Regions from separate parts of the Rattus norvegicus genome. Here region 2 is linked to region 1. A link is a contact called in public Hi-C data. All regions are on one chromosome and are shown on one strand. The core of a region is the stretch at or near the end of the contact, and the rest is flanking DNA. Distances in the headings are between cores, read along the strand shown. Region 1 overlaps Arhgap6 (Rho GTPase activating protein 6). Region 2 holds the start of Arhgap6 (Rho GTPase activating protein 6).

Evidence for each region. Hi-C and Micro-C count contacts between places; a contact is called where the count stands out from the background.
Region 2: a Hi-C map of liver shows a contact between it and region 1, with 4 times the contacts expected there. The contact joins the promoter of Arhgap6 here to the enhancer-like site in region 1. A contact is called at or near these places in 5 of 12 Hi-C or Micro-C datasets (the Rat2 cell line, hepatocytes, liver and 1 more).

The regions. Positions count from the first base shown.
Region 1 is chrX:28,750,850-28,756,795 of GRCr8, forward strand. All of the region lies in intron 1 of Arhgap6 (Rho GTPase activating protein 6), which reads right to left. Among named protein-coding and RNA genes, the nearest start is that of Arhgap6, 38 kb to the right of the region's middle. Within about 2 kb of position 2,167, at least 1 of the 93 cell types and tissues checked has an H3K27ac peak or open chromatin away from gene starts, as enhancers often do. A contact at or near this core is called in liver, where this site is marked.
Region 2 is chrX:28,788,391-28,794,336 of GRCr8, forward strand. Arhgap6 (Rho GTPase activating protein 6) reads right to left here and starts at 3,340. Exons shown (of 13, transcript NM_001427045.1): 1 at 3,134-3,340. The coding sequence starts at 3,178.

The DNA of each region.
Region 1 (5,946 bases), core at 917-3,416:
GGAACATTTACACAACAAAATATAAAACAGCTGTTAAGAAAAATGAAATTCCGTCAGTCCCTGTTCCACTCTTTGACCCTGCATTTCCTCCTGTGAGTATTTTGTTCCCGCTTTTAAGGAGGACTGAAGCATCTGCACTTTGCTTGTTCTTCTTGAGCTTCATGTGTTCTGTGGATTGCACCTTGGATAATTCGAGCTTTTGTGCTAATATCCATTTATCAGTGAGTGCATAACATGTGTGGTTTTTTTTTTTTTTTGTGATTGGGTTACCTCACTCAGGATGATTTTTCTAGTTCTATCCATTTGCTTATGAATTTCATGAAGTCATTGTTTTTCAGCGGGAAGAGGGAATGGTTGGGAAGGGGAACACCCTTATAGAAGAGGGGAGGGGGATAGGGGACTTATGGACGGGAAAGGGAATAACATTTGAAATGTAAATTAAAAATATCCAATATTACAAAAAAGAAAAAAAGAAAAATGAAATTACAAAAGTTTCAGGTTTATGGATCAAGCTTGAAACAATCATTTTGAGTGAAGTAATACAGGCCCAGCATGCCAGCTTTGAATGGTTAGATAAGTGTGTTTTATTTGCCATACTCACAGAGGTTGGAAAACTAACAAGCAGAAATGGGGAGAGAAGACTTTTAATGGATGGGAGAGAGAACCCTGGGATTAAAAGACCAAAAGAGGAAACAATGGAATAAGAAAGCTGAATGGGGTGGAGGGATGGGGAACATATTAAAGGAGGAATAAATAATAAAGACCTCATGAAAAACCCTTAATGCAGAAGCTTCCTAAAATATAGACCAGAAGTATATGAAAGGGCTTTAAATGGAGTTACCTTACAATAGGACAGCAATGCCCTTGCTAACAGACACAGCCTATCAAATAAAAATTCCAAAGTTGGGAATTGATTACCACTTTTGGAGTTGTGTGCCAGTTAGGTCCCATAGAACCCCTAAATACGTCAACCTATTGCCACTAACTACTTTTGCTTACCCACCAGACTTTGATAGTAAGACATGACTTCAGATAATATCAGTTACTTGACTCAAAGAACATGGAGAAATCAAGCTGGTGTTGACCTGGGAGCTTCATCTTTACAGGCGAGATTTCACAGTGCTGGAAGGTACTATGCATATTACTGGAGAACAATAATCACCAGTCATACCCAGTTGTGGACCCTGCACACTATATAATAATGACCTGCCTGGAAGAACCTGCACACTGGTGCAGTCTCAGCATGTATATTACCTTATCTTATATAATTTCTAGTTAAATATTTTGTCTTCATAAACATTGCTTCTTTGCATAGGTGGCAGTGGGTAATGAAGAAACTCACATCTCATCAAAATGCATAGTAGACTTTGTCAGTAGAGTACTCAACCCAAAATGAGACATCCCTATTGCATAAGCTTGGGGATTATTGAGGTGAAGGAATGGAAAGGCTGTAAGGACCACAGAGCAGGGAGGATTGTAGAAATACAGCATCTTCTGGCCATGACAAGACACATTAACTCAGCTGTGGTCGGGGTTGCCTGCAAAAGTTCAACCCTGTCTATACTCTTGCAATGGGGAAGAAAGGTTCCTAAACCCCCACATATAACCAAGGTGCTCTTGATAGATGATGTCATTTAAGGAAGGAAGAAATGGTTTTCTTTAAGGGTATAGCCCTGGTAGATTGAACACACTCTGCTGGATGGGCCATCCACCTATGAGTAAAAGGGCAGCACAAGATTGTATTTAGTGAGCTATTTCCACAAAAAGAGAAGTTGGGAATGTGGGGCTAGATGCTGGAGAAATTACAGGAAGTGATAGGGGAGGAGTATGATCAAAATACAGTTTATGAAATTTTCAAAGAATTAATATATGCAATTAAAATTCTATGACATTTTTTTACATTTATATAATGTATTATGCTTACTCCCCTGACCCTCTCTTACCTCCCTTCCTCTTCCCCAACCTCTTCCCTACAAATATGTTTCCCACATTCATAACTTTTTGTTGTTTTGTCTAATGTCACACTGAGGTTGACCCTAGCCATCTATGTGACCATTGGCTTGGAACTATTGATTGAAGCCTGATGGCTCACCAGCAGCTACACGGTGCAACACTACACCTCCCCCTCTCCTAGAATCTGCTAGTGGACAAGAGTTAAACAGTACACAAAAGGGCCTCATGAATGCCTTCTCTAAACACAGATGACTGTTGACCAGCCGAGTCTTGTGCAGGCCCAGTGCCAGGAGGCACAATTATTGTGAGCTCATGATGGCTATGACCACAACTTACTTGGACGATGACATGCCACAGATTTTCTCCCAATCTTCACTCTTATACTCCTTCTGTCTCTTCCTTTTGAACTATCCCTCAGCTTTAATAACTAGATAAAGCTAGTCCTAAAAGCAATGGCTCCCTAAACAAAATCTCCAATGCTAAATGAGAAATAACACCATAGAAATTATTGACCAGGGAGGTCACAGAGATTCCACAAATCAATTCAGACTCTTGTCATTACTCTGAGTTGCTAAGCAGAATTACTTGACATGACCTATTATTGAAGACTCCACATATCGGATGTGTGATACTTTCAGGTTCCATATTAAGCTGTGAATATGGCTCAGTGCTAGCATGCTGGCTAAATATGTTTAAGATCCTGAGTTCAATCTTCAGCACCATAAAAATACTCAACCAAGTGCATTCAAACTTAGTGTGTCCAACACTATAAGTTTTGCTTCTTACACTGATTCCTTGAAGAAATAAAAATATAATGAATGGGAAAATGCGTTGTCTTTCAAGTAGTTATTCTAAATTCCCTGTGATCTAAGCAAAGATCCATCTGTGATTAATACAGAAACATCCCACTGATCTAAAAACCAGACTTCCAAAACATTCAACTTTCTAAAATCAGAAGGAAAAAAAGACATCTGAATAACAATCAGAATTGGCCACAGAACCTGGGGTTGGATCTCTAAGCAAAAGGAATGAGCAGGACCTCGGGCCCAACAAACGTTACGCGAAATTCAGTCATATCTAAGCAACTGTACAGGGCCACTGTGTGCAGAACTAGCAACTGGAATATCTGCCACAAATCTTCTGACTATGGCCATGAACTGTATGTAAAAACCTTATTCTCTACAAGAGGTACTTGTATGCTGGTAAGTTGTTTAAACTGTGGTTCTCTATAAAAAAGATAGTTTGCCAATTTTCATATTTTATGGCAGATTTCAAGGCACCAAGATAGGACATGGACCATGAGCCTTTGAAGAGATTTACACAATTGGTTTTCCAGGCAGTTCAAGTTGAAATGAGGAAAACATTAGTTGCTACAGGAAATACAAGGCAGGCCTAAGGCCCAGGAGGAGAAATAAATTTCCCTTATAAAACATTTTGTTCCAAGGATTAGCAAAGACAGAAGGTAGCTGTTGCTATGTGCTAAAATAAGATATTAATTCCAGTGGCAAAATCATCTTGGGTAATCAAAAATTGAGTACATAACTATTTCCCTTGTCATTTTCTTCCAAAAATAATTATGTGAGTAATTTCATTATTAATGACTACATTATATACATATGTATATATATATATATATGTATACATACACAGACACACAGACACACACACACAGACACACACACACACACACACACACACACACACACACACACACATATATATATATATATATATATATATATATATATATATATATATATATATTCAAAAGGGAAGGCATGGCCAAGTAAAATTATTTAGTTTCTCTTACTCTCATGATTTAGCCTATGACTCACCCTGTAGGACTGTTGTCATCTCAGTGAACTAGAATCCTTATTCTTTATAGTAAAAGCATAAGATTTCACTAAGGATTCTATTGCTTTCCATAGAAAGGAGTGTAAATGTGGAAATGTAATCTGTTCAGGTCATCACAGTACAGGCAAAGAAACCCTAACCAAAACTCTAGCTCTCGTTGTCAAACTTCTCTAAAGCGAAGCAGCCAACCAGATTCTAGCTATGATCATGGCACAACGGAAGGCCTTTCCTGGATGTTTTCTAAAGTAGCAGACATCTTGTTTACTCAGTATAGCATGAATTTCAAAATTTCTCTTCAATTATCCTTCTTTTACCTTGAAGCAAAATAAAGAATTTAAAATGATTGTGCACTCACTCCCTACTCTGAAGTATGTAAAAATTAAAGTTATCTTTTTGAACTGTAAAAACTGTATACTTTTAAAACCATATTCAACCACATTTCTTTTTGTTCAAAGATTTTTACTGAGTGCTTACAATATCCAAGACTATTTTGTTATTTTTGTTAAATATGAAAGTTAATTCTGACTTATTACTTGATGTGACTATAACATAGGTATTTATAAATAACTTCTAAAATAAATTCCAAGAAAAGGTACATTATTTTGAATTTAATAAAGCCTATATAATGTTTACTATCCTTGTTACATTTGTTTGATATAAGGTTATTATTTTAAAAATATCTCAAAGCCAAATTTAAAATGATATCTCAGAACCAATTTGGAGACATTTCCTTTTAAAACAGTGTATTTTCTGACTTTATACCTTGCTGGTACAAGGATATGCAATGCTCTACTAAATTTAAAATAGTCAAGAATGTCTAAATATTGATTAGCATCCACTACTTTTTCACATTCAACACTTACACGCTCGCGCTCGCACGCGCGCGCACACACACACACACACACACACACAATCATTACAATAAACTGGCATTGCTACAATGAACTTGTAAGATAGCTTTGTTGCTAATGTGATTACTGTGCAGACATAAGGATGTGAGTTTGATTCCCAGCACCTACAGAAAAGCATACACTCCAGGTGCTGTGGTGGGAACGTGTAACCAGTGCTGGGGAACTAAGACAGGCAGATCCCTGGAGTGATCTAAATTTCCAAGCTCTAGATTCAGTGAGAGACCCTGTATCTCAAAAAAATATTGAGAGAGAATGAAGAATATATCCAGCATTGATGCATGACCTCCATAGACACACACCACATACAGAGTCACAAACACAGAAAAGAAGGGAAGGGAAGGTGAGGGAAGGGAAGGTGAGGGAAGGTGAGGGAAGGGAAGGAAAGGGAAGGGAAGGGAAGGGAAGGGAAGGGAAGGGAAGGGGAGGGGAGGGGAGGGGAAGGGAGGGGAGGGGAGAGGAGAGGAGAGGAGAGGAGAGGAGAAGACAAGAGAAGAGAAGAGAAGAGAAGAGAAGAGAAGAGAAGAGAAGAGAAGAGAAGAGAAGAGAAGAGAAGAGATAGAAGCAAAAGTTACCAGTTACTATTGGATATCCTGGCCTATAACAATGTGCATAGGAAACTCCATTTGGCTGAAGCTGCTGTCAGTACAGTGTCAGGGTGCCATGCTATGGATATGTGTAGACTTTAGGTCTTCCTTCCATGGGCCTTCCATGGTGTTTGGATACAGCATTACACAGTTAGCCTTTCAGTAGCTGCCTCATGAAGAAGGAAAGATAATAACTTCCTGGAAAGCTAATAGCTTTGCAGTTCCTGGAAATCTGAGAGAGATGATGCAGGCATGATGTGCACACATTACCCAAGCTATGAAAAGGCATAGAAATAATAAAGCTTTCATGTACAATACATTAATATAAGTTTATAGGTATGTGACATATAGCATTATCATAATATAAAAATATTGTGTAAAGATATAGCCCGTGATTCATATTAGGTCATAGATAATTCATTATGTAGACCACCAGTTCTCAACCTATGAGTTGAGACATGGTTGGGAGTTGACTGACCCTTTCACAGGGATCACACATCAAACATATTGCATAGAAGACATTTATTCACTTATGATTCATAACAGTAGCAAACTTACAGCTATTAAATGGCAACAAAAACTATTTTATGATTGGGGTTCACAAATCATGAGAGACTGCATTAAAAGGTTGCAGCATTAGGAAG
Region 2 (5,946 bases), core at 2,090-4,589, 39 kb after region 1:
TGTATCAATTTACAGCAGCTGAGTAATGTCTTGATTCTGTCATGAACTAATTCTGTACCACCTTCAATTTTTTTTGCCTGTCTTTTGGACTTCTTTAATCAGGAGATGGAAAAAATCTGCCTAGTCCACTAGTTGGATTTAAATCTAAAATTGACCCAGATTATGTCCAATCATATTGAAATTTAATGGGGTATGATGATGTGATGATACCCTGTAGTTTCTCCAGAATTGTGGCCAAAAACATTGGTTCATTAATTACATCCTGGTTACATATACTCTATTTCCTATAAACTCCATCTAACCTAAATCTGATAGGTTTGGTACTTAAGCCTCTCTGCAATACGTCAACTGCTTGCTACATCCTTCCTAACTGTGTACAATACAGGTCATCTTCTCCCATTTCTGTTAGAAGAAAAGATTCATTTTAGATATACCTTACTCTGACTTCAATCTGGAGCCAGAGTAAGCATCTCAAAATCTGATCAAGGCATTAAAGAGGTATCAAGGACAACACTCAGCTGGAATGATTAGATAGCCAAAAACTGAATGTGGGAAAATCACACAAGGAGCACTTTGAATAAATATATAAGCTGCTATCACATTCTACTGTAAAAAAATAAAGAAAAACATTGTGGTACCATACTTTGGAAAAGTACCTGATACTACACACATCCGATGCTCTTATCACTTATGCATTTTTTCAGTGATGGTTAAAGTGGATCTTAAGAGGCAGATGAAGTGTCCTGTGTCTTGGAAATTGCTCAAATAGCTAACACACAATAGATACTCCACATGTGTTTTTCCCTGAGTGAATAAATGGTAAGCACTTGTTTAGTATATGGACTCTCACTTTGGACAGGAAATAAAAAGCCCTGAAGTAAGTATATTAACTAGTGATCTCCTGGACTTTATTTCAGGGGAGAGAAGAGATACTAAAGACACATAGATTGGAATAATTTTCCAGGAGAGCCATAATATAGCCAAACCACATAGAACAAAGCAAGAGTATTTGAGCTGAAGGACAAAACATGCCCAGAATTATTAACATTTCAAATTAGTAAGGTACATAGTGTCCAGCTCTGAATCTTAAGCGATTAATGGTCTTGTTAATGTGAAAAGCCACAGGTTGTACTTTATAAAGAACATTTCCCCACCTCTGATGGTTTTGAAGCTGCTGGACACAACTGCTTTATCATTATAAAGGATATATTGAAATATTTAGAGCTCAGTTGCTTTCTCTCAGGAAATTCTTTCTAAAATGTTCCCCTTTCGAGTCTTAATACAAAATATCTGTGCATGACAGCCTATGTTAGTACAAAGGGCTGTTTACTAGCAAACACTCAGAGCCTAAGAGAAAACATATTACCATGAGGTTGAATATGAGTTAATTATTTTAGGAGAGAGCTGAATTAAATTAACAATATAAAATTCTTGGGCTGTGCTGATACATTTGTATATGCAGGGAGTAACCATTCATTGAATAGGTACATAAGTTTTTAAGTAAGAGCCAGTTGTCACCTTTCCTCCCCCGTGTACTAAGTAGGGGCTCAAAACCACCTGTAATCACAAATCAAAAGGCACCAGGACACACCTCAAAATATTAAAACTATGGGAAACCAGATGACAAGAGAGCACAAATAACGATTGCAGAAACCCGATTATCCTTATGACCACTTCAAAAGGTCAATCTCAGAGCCACCAGTGTCTGCAGAAATGAGTAAGCATCAGTATCTAAACAAGATTGTCACTTGACTTTTCCAGACAAACAACTATGGCTAAACCAGAGAAAGAACTGATTCTTGTTCCTTGAACCTCGGCTTTGGAAAGAAACTTAACAGTTTCCTAGCTCAGAGCCTCACCTTTCCAGTGGAAGAAAGTGACATTCAAGACATACTCAATTTACCCTAGTGGCTGATCCAGGACGAGCTCCCGGGAGCTTCTGGACCTCTGAGCCTACCACTCCTATCCACATCAAGTCCTTCCTTAAAAATATTAAATATATATTTAATATAGGGAGTGGATTGGGAAGATGTGAATTCCAGACAGCTAACTGCCTTTGCCTTACTATAAATATTGATTTTTCTTACTTGTCAGCTCTCTGTCTTGTCTGTTTTTCTCCAGTTCTTTTTTTTTTTTCAAATTGGCAGTCAAATGTTCAATCTCCACAGTGAAAAGCATGTCACCGAAAGCTCAGTAAAATAACAGACAACAGAAAAACAGAGATCTTCCAGCTCAAAACTATTGATCTTCAAAGTTGAAAATAAAATATCCAACACCTGCTGCCAGTCCCACTCCTGGCAATCTTCAGAAGTAGGGCTCATTCGTCAAATATCTCTTTAATTCCTTCTTTCCTTCCTCTCAAAAAAATAAAAAAATAAGCCTAATCTAGAATCTTGTTTGGTTAGCCATTAACATGAAACCTTGACTCCTTCAAAGGACACAAGCTCAATGAGATTTCTGTCTATCACATATGCTGGGGGTACCTACTGTGCCTAGCACAATGTTCAGCACAATAAATATTTGTAGGACCCTTAAGTCAACATAGAGAAGAGAGATCACCATTAGGTAAAAGAAGAGTCCAACAGAGGACTCCCTGGCATCCCTTGTATTAAGCAGATACTTGGCAACCTTTTGTCCCTTTGCAAACTCTTAGGGAAATGGCACAAACTCCTTCCAGGGAGTAAACTCAAAGCTCCCTGCAACATTTCTTCAGCAACTCCACTGGATTCAGATCAGTCAGCAGCCTTTACTTCTATCTAGCTTGATTCTAGTCCTTCCATTAAATCTGACCAAAGGCTGGCCACGCCCCAGAACTCCTACATTTTAGTCCTCAACAGTGAGGAAGCAATGGGGTCCAGCCCCAGGTAGTGGACTAAGTGACCACTGCTCAAGTAACAGGAACAGGGACACTCTGTGCACTGATTCTTACTCAGGGATTTTGAGGAGTGGTTGAGTTAGTTCTGGAGCAGGTGGCACTCCCGTGTGAAGTACCCGGCACACCCGATTTCCCAAGCCCTATTCCCTAGCCAAAAGACCTCTGAGAACCAAGGATCCCATCACCTCCACACAGTTTCCTTTTGCCAGCCAAGTGGCGCCCCCTTTCGTCTCTTCGCCTGTTGGGACAGTCACTTACCGCGTAGTGCAGTCGGGGCTTCTCGCTGTGGGACGGGTCCCCCATGTCCCCTCCTGGAGGAGAAGGCTCTCCAGCTCAGTCTAGGGTCCTGGCGTCTATCAAGTGGTCGCCTTACTTCACTGCCATCTCAGAGAAAGCCCTGGGCGTCAGCCCCGCAGTGCTCTGAGCGCTCTGAGCCTGAGCTTGGCTCCTAGCGTAGCTGGCACTGAGTCCTGCGGCAGAGCCTGTGGGGACCGGGAGGAGGAGGCAGCGAGCAGGGGGAGGGAGAGGAGGAGGAGGAGGGAGCGGCCAAGTCTGATGAGATGGGCGGGCGTTTAATTCCTTCCGCTCCTGGCGGGCCCCTGCTGAGGCAGTGGCCTCTGCCAGCTGTTGGAGGCTGCAGCCACAGAGGTCGCCCAAAACAGGTGTCAAGCTGGCCAATGTCCGGCCTCCTAGCACTTGGTTCCTCCCGCTGGCCGCTTAACCTGACAGTCAATACTGGGGCTTCAATACCTGTCGAGAGGAGAGCGTTCCCAGAGATATTTTTGAGTAACTTTGAAAGAGCTGGGCTCCTGTCACTGGAAGTCGATTTCCACCCGTCTCAAGGGAGGGTGGAGTTGAAGGTTTTGGAAAGTCTTGATCTAAGTCTCAAAATGCTGGGACTCTCAGAGATCTCAGGTGTGAGAAAAGGATCTAATTATTACTGTCTCCCCAGGGCCTGTTGAAGCTAGGAGAGTCAGACCAGAACGGCTGAGGGAGTTTACACTAGCCAAGCAGTGTAGGGAAGCCCGCTGAAGGGCTAGTCCTGGAGAATTTGTTAGAACAGTAGTGAGTTCGCACCTTGACTGAATCTGGGCATACACTGTAGGGCGGCATTGAACAAGGAGCTATAAAGAGGAGCACTACTGGCAAACACTGCCAAGTAAACCAACTCGTTTTTAGCACACACACACACTGGAGCTGCACAATAACTCGTACATTTGACTTCTGCTCTAAAATCCTTCCATGGAAACCTGTCCTTTAAAACACCTCATTAAAAAAAAAGTCACGAAGTTTCCTCAGAAAGAAAGGCAGAAGAGGTACAGGATATGGGGTGGGGTGGGGGAAGGGTCTGGAGATTGAGTAAGAGGCTCCAGAACCATGCAGTCAACCTATTCAGACCCCAGCTGGGTTAGTTGTTACATAGAAAGTGGATTTGGGGATTAATTTTACTAGTTCTACAATATCCCACTATACTAAATATTCAACTGTAGAAGCACCCTCTGACAGATCTTTTTTGGAGGCAAGGAGAGGAAAGTAGTTCGTGACCCCTGTATCCATTGGGGCAAGCTCATCCACCGACAGACATCTAATTATTTGAAAATAGTTAGTAGCCTACTTAGAACAAACAGTGGAAGTGTGAGCACAAAGTTTCAAGAATTCTGGCCATATCCTCCTGCATGATCTCACTGTGGCCCAACTACCTGGAAAACCGTACAGTTCTATATACTGAAGCTAAGTGCACGTCTGCCTTGTCACCCAACATTTCCTTTTGTGAATATACATAGAATAATTTACATGATCATATCATATACAATAGTGCTCATAATGCCTTCAAACATAGTTACGCACAATGGAAACAGTCCAAACACATGCACACTGATGCGTATAAATCATCTGTGGGCTTTGTACACAGTTCAGTACTACTACTCAGCAGGAAAAAAAAAGGACAATACTACCGAAGTATATAGTATGAATCCATCCTTGAAACATTATATTGGGAGAAGGAAATCAGGGGAGGCCACATTTTAACATTCCATTTCCTTATTCTGCAACTTTAATGCAAATATTGAACTGGAATAATCGTATGTGATGCATGGTGACAGAAGTCAGAATGACAGCAAGTTGGGGAATGTGAAATAGACTAGGAAGGTAGCCCATAAAAATTCGTGTTCTACACCCATTCAGAGCCTGCCCCACATTTGGCCCATACATATACAGCCACCCTATTAGACAAGATGGATGAAGCAAAGAAGTGCAGACCGACAGGAGCCGGATGTAGATCGCTCCTGAGAGACACAGCCAGAATACAGCAAATACAGAGGCGAATGCCAGCAGCAAACCACTGAACTGAGAATAGGTCCCCTATTGAAGGAATCAGAGAAAGAACTGGAAGAGCTTGAAGGGGCTCGAGACCCCAAAAGTACAACAATGCCAAGCAACCAGAGCTTCCAGGGACTAAGCCACTACCTAAAGACTATACATGGACTGACCCTGGACTCTGACCCCATAGGTAGCAATGAATATCCTAGTAAGAGCACCAGTGGAAGGGGAAGCCCTGGGTCCTGCTAAGACTGAACCCCCAGTGAACTAGTCTATGGGGGGAGGGCGGCAATGGGGGGAGGGTTGGGAGGGGAACACCCATAAGGAAGGGGAGGGGGGAGGGGGATGTTTGCCCGGAAACCGGGAAAGGGAATAAAAAGAAAAAAAAAATTCGTGTTCTAGGGTGCTATCGAGATAGTCTGCATATTTGTATGTAAAAAAAATGCCATTGCACCAAGACTTCAGCAGATTGGTGCTGCTTATACTCTGTTCTGTATGTATTTTATGCTGTCATAAAATATAAAAAAAATAAATTTAAAAATCAAACCTCTCCTCAAACAGAAATTTGCAGCCAGAATGCTGCTTGTCTTGTGAGCAAGACCCAGATGTTTGTCTGGGTCTATCATTCTCCCTGCAGTCTATTCCTCAGCTCCGAGGGAAGACAGAATCCAACTCATTCACTTTAGAGACTTGACTGTCAGGCATGACCAGACAGGGCTGGGAAAATGATGTTCTAAAGTTCTTTCCTTTTA